Regions from separate parts of the Oryza sativa genome. Here region 2 is linked to region 1. Evidence: chromatin contacts called from public HiCAR-type data. All regions are on one chromosome and are shown on one strand. Each heading gives the region's core, a stretch centred on a gene start, on an enhancer-like site or on the middle of the called end of the contact. The rest is flanking DNA. Distances are from core to core; before and after follow the strand shown. Region 1 holds the start of LOC4343619. Region 2 holds the start of LOC4343637 (scarecrow-like protein 23).

What was found. HiCAR-type assays count read pairs that join an accessible place to other places.
Region 2: a HiCAR-type map of leaf shows a contact between it and region 1, with 2.0 times the contacts expected there. The contact joins the promoter of LOC4343637 here to the promoter of LOC4343619 in region 1. A contact is called at or near these places in 2 of 4 datasets of contacts at active chromatin or transcription factors (both in leaf).

The regions. Positions count from the first base shown.
Region 1 is chr7:22,882,477-22,885,080 of ASM3414082v1, forward strand. LOC4343619 reads right to left here and starts at 1,317. Exons shown (of 15, transcript XR_010742536.1): 1 at 1,098-1,317; 2 at 123-242; 3 at 12-47. It overlaps LOC4343620 (small ribosomal subunit protein uS17), which reads right to left. Exons shown (of 6, transcript XM_015791498.3): 4 at 2,199-2,343; 5 at 2,048-2,137; 6 at 1,633-1,902. The coding sequence ends at 1,806.
Region 2 is chr7:23,033,305-23,035,908 of ASM3414082v1, forward strand. LOC4343637 (scarecrow-like protein 23) reads left to right here and starts at 1,309. Exons shown (of 1, transcript XM_015789496.3): 1 at 1,309-2,604.

The DNA.
Region 1 (2,604 bases), core at 67-2,566:
GGTTTACATACCGTAATTGTATCAAATGGACGGGATTTTGCTTCCAACTGCAACAACCCATAATAAGGTCAGTCATATCTGTCAAGCAAACTACAGGGAGACATTTCGTAGATGAGTGTTACCTTTGTCTGTTTATGTTGGTAACTCGCCATGTTATAAACCAGAAATAAAATGATCAAGCAAAGAATCAGCAGATGCAACCGCAGTCTCATCTTAGAACAGCTATCTCTCCCGCTACCATTCTGTGGAATCAAGTGGGTAGTATCATCATTCATTACTTTGCATTGAGCCAGCTTAGAGAGTTCGGCAAGCATATACTTCACCAGAAATGAACAAATAAAACAGCACAAGCGAACTCACCTTATCCACAAGGCACTACTATCTAAAATTCTAAATATGTGGAATAAAGGCGGACTGTCTCATGACATCAAGAAGAAAGGTCTGATAAATTCATAGCATCCTGTATGCAGAGAAAAAAAAGTCAGATTTTCTCTTTTGGGGTAAAAACATGACCCGCATGATCCCTAGTGGTCCCTCACAGAGAAATGCATAGGCATGAGGCGTACATAAATTTGGATGCATACCTCACGAACCAAAAGGAGGGAAGAAAACAAGAAAAGTAGTATACTCCAGCTTTAGCATCTGCTTTCCCGTGGATTGCTGGTAAAAAAAAGGGGGGGGGGGGGGTGGAAATTCGAGGAAGCGGACATAAACGGGAAAACTGAAAAATCTAATGTACGCGTCATGCGTGATTCGCGATGCGATACGATTTGCAGTTGCTCTTTACTGGAGCCTGAGGATGGCACAAGCACAAGATGCGCGATGAAGCATGGGTGGGAATGATAATGCATCGGCGACTAGACTAGGGGAAAAAAAAGCGTGCTATGCTTGATGACGAAATGACGTTCGACAGTTCGATCCTCCACTCGCAGCTTCGCGAGCGCTCGCCGCCGTCGCCGGGGGCTCGCTGGGATTACTCCCAATCAAAAGCGGAGGCAAATCTCACGAGCACGCGATCGGATAGCAGATACCTCCGAACCCCACGCAGCAGAACGATCTAGGATTCGTGCGGAGAAGGGGACAACTGAGGAACTTACCGCCGTGGCCGCTGCGGCGGACGCGTCTGCAGGAGGAGCCGGAGCCGAGGATCGGCGGAGGCGGCGGAGCGCGTTAATGGCCGCCGGTGCTGTGTTAGTGGTTGGGAAGAGAAAAAATGTTTTTCCAGGGGAGACCGGAGGGATTGGGAAAGGGGGGCGGGTGGCACACCGCACACCACACTGGCACGAGCACGGGGGCGCGGGCGGAATGGAGCAACGCAACGAGGCAGCGCGCGGCGGGGGTCAGAGGAGGGGGCACGGGTGGCGCCTCGCCCAGATTCCACCGGATTCCACCGCCCACACCCCCCTCGCCTCGCGGCGAAGATGTCAGGTCCATTGATAAACTTATAAGATTCAAGCCTTGTCAAAAAAACTGAATTAGGTCAGGTTTGGGTTTGGGAAAACCTTATTCAGAATCTCAGTCATGCACAGGCACAGCATATCCACCAATACTCTTTCGAAGAAACACAACAAACAAGCGTCAACACATAGCCAGCCAGGAAAATCAAGGATCACAGCATATCGAGCATTAACAGGCATCTTAACAAAACTTTGCATAGAGTAGATTCCATAAAACACGTTCTGATGATAAGACTTCGTTTTGTTGGGAACAATATCCAAATCGATAGGGTCAAAACACCAGCCCTGCCAGGACTTCAAGCAAAAGGATCTGTCTATAAACTACCCATGAATAATGCGAGTACAAGCTCATGCTGCGGTGAAGGCCTTCTTGCCGCCGCTGCCGCCGGTGGATCCAGCTGGGATGACCTTCAGGACGTTGAACCTCACAGTTTTCGACAGCGGCCTGTTGAAAATGCAGAAATTGTACTTCAGCAACCAAATCTCATAGTACTAGCTGGGTGAACTGATAATGTTTGAACTAATAGCACCTCTGTTATTTAAGATGATTCTAAGGAGTCAAAAACTAAGGTATGGGAGTTAAGTTTTACCTGCACTGGCCAATGATGACATGGTCACCTTCCTTGACACGGAAGCATGGGGAGACGTGAGCCGGAATGTTGGAATGCCTCTTCTCATACCTGCAACCCAAGTCAGAAAAAGGAAAAGAAACATAAGTAGAATCCATAATTGTTTACTTGCCTCTGATATTTCTTCACAAAGTGGAGGTAGTTCCTGCGAACAATGATAGTCCTGTTCATCTTAGCACTATGGCATGTTCCGGCAATGATTCTGCCTCTGATAGAAACAGTTCCAGTGAATGGGCACTTCTTATCAATGTATGTCCCTGCAAGGAATTGTAATTAATCAACTGCTCAGTACTTGAAAGAATTAGCATAAAAGAAATAGCATTATTCAGCTGCATTTAAATTACTAGTCAAACATACCAGCAACAGTGTATCAAAAGAATTTAAGAAATACTGTTAACTGATGACAGGCAACGATTCTTTCAGAAACAATTTTTAATGTTCATAATGCACTACAAATCACTTCAGTGGTAACAGTAAAACAAACCATAATTCTTCTCTACAGCACACAAAAGATAGTA
Region 2 (2,604 bases), core at 59-2,558, 150 kb after region 1:
TCATTTTAATTTTTTTTCCTATTCAATTTTTTTAGGTTTGACCAGATTTATAGAAAATTTAGTAACATATATAACACCAAATTAGTCTCATTTTAATATAAATTAAATATGTTTGATTTTTGTGAGAAATATTGTTATATGTTTTTATAAATCTAGTCAAAATTAAAAAGAGTTTAACTATAAAATGTTTAAAATGACTTATATAATATGAAATAGATGGAGTACTAGTTTAATCCCTAACAACTGGCATCTTTTCCCCACCTACTAGTTTAGTTTTACTATTTTATTCTCGTAACCATCACTTATTGATTTTGTACTATGCATTGTCCTTTTGCCACTTCCTATATTATGGGAGGAAGGGAGTATCCCTTGGCCACAAAACCAGACATGAAGATTCCCCAACTGGTTCATTTGTCTCTCTGAGCAATTTAAATGGTCGTTTCATCCTGCAGGGCACGTTGACACAGTTTTCTCAATGTACCACCTCGGGTGGCATCACAATCAGAAAAAGAATAAAAAACAATAGGATCTAGTCATCGTCTTCCTCTACCTCTCCATTCATTCCATATCTCTTCCACTCTCCGCAGCCTTCCTCCTTCCTCCCTCTCCCATCTCTCTAGGGGAAGTGATGGTGAGTGCGGACCGTGTGTGCCGCTTAGTGTGCCTATTTGCCTTTATTTGCTGTTCATCCTCCGTGTGACTGTTATTACAGACGAGTATGGAGGTAGTATCGAGGAGGCCTGAGTGGACAGGATAATCCCAGCGATGTGGCAGAGCTCAAGCTATCCTACATGGTGGCAACAGTGTGTGGAAAAGATAGTGGCAGTGGAGACAATTGTCTCCAAGCCTCACCCCGGCGATGAATTCCCTTAAAGGGAAAATGAGACAGAGGATAGGGAATTCCTTATGTCCCCAATGACTTAGTTGCTCAGATCTAGGTGGCATCGAGACAGCGGTTTTTCACGGAGACGGTGATAACGTCCCGCAACTTCTCTTGCTTGAGAGGTGGGGACCGCTTGCCACTGCTAGGGAGAAGCCGTTGTCTCCGATCTACTCCAAAGAGGAGCTTGAGTTCCGCAGCACAAATCAACGTCGGTATTGTTGTTGTCGGAGAGAAGACACGAGGGAGAATGGCACGTTGGTCATGTTTTAGAGATTAAAGAGGGATTGTTTTCAGTGTCACTAGCATGTGGTTCAATTGGAGTTTTTTACTTTTACTCTTTTTTTTATTTTTCTGATTGTAATGTCGCGTAATTGCCATCATGAATGAAGACCAAATCAACGTGACACATAGTTGACGTGTTAGCTGAAACCGCCTTATAAACCAATAAGGAAGATAAATTGATCCGGGTTTCATAGTTGAGGGAGCACCTATATTTGATTTTACTATTGTAATTGGACTTGAACTATAGCTGAGAGAGGTGAAGTGGACTTTTTCCTGCTGAGATTAGCCAAGTTCACGTGCATTCGGCCCCGAGTCTGGCTCTGCTCATTTTTGGGGCTTTGGAATTGGAAAGGAAAGGAAAAAAATACACCGAAGGTCCCTCAACTTGTTATCGAGTTACGAAATCGTCCTCCAACTGTAAAACCGAATATCCGGCGTCCCTTAACTAATCAAAACCGGTCACAATAGATCCTTCGGTGGTTTTGTCCCTGGTTTTGTCCTACGTGGCGGCTGAGTCAGCGTGTGACCCACGTGGGCCCCACATGTCAGGAGCCCAGGTCATCTCACTTCCTTTCTCTTCCTCTCTCTCTCCCCTCACTCTTTTCTTCTCTTCTCTGGGATGGAGTTCATGGCACGGCGGACAACGGAGGTTGACTGTAGGCTGGTCCCACGCCGCGGCTCCGCCACACTCGCTCGACAGTCCACGCCGGCACGGTGTGTGCCTAAAGCCACCGCACCACCCGAGGCAGCTCAGGCGCGCCACCTCCTCCAGATCCACGCCCAGTTCGTTGCGTCCGGCCTCCTCGCCGACGCCTTCGCCACTAGCCGCCTCATCCTCTTCACCACCTCCACCCGCCTCCTCCCGCTCCCGTTCCACCACTCGCTCCGCCTCGCCCCGTCGTTCTGCGCAGCCCGAGCCAACGAGAGCGGCGAGCAACCGCTCGGGCAAAGCCCGCTCGAGGCCGAGCAGCAGCCGCCGCCGCAGCCGCGGGGAGGGGACGGAGGGAGCAAGGACGCCACCGCCGTCGCGCCACGTCCGGGCCTGGCAGGGAGGGAACGGGGAGAGCGAGGACGCCGTCGTCGTCACGCCGCGTCGGGGTCTGGTGGGGAGGGGACGGGGAGAACGAGGCTGCTGCCGTCGCGCCGCGTCGGGGCCTGGCGGGGAGGGAACGGGGAGAGCGAGGACGCCGCCGCCATCGCGCACGCAGCTCCATCGTTTCTCGTTCCCCAACCTCAGCTGGGGCAACCACCGCCTCCTCCGCTGCTCCAAGAACCCCGCCTCATCGCCTCCACCCGCGGTGCCGGACACCCCGTCGCCGGACAAGGAGAAGACCGCCCACAGCTCCACTGACGGCGTCGGCGTCGGCAGTTTGCCTCAGCGGGGTCCGCAACGGCCGTGGAACCTCCGCACCTGCCGCTCTGCCACCGCCGCACCGTGT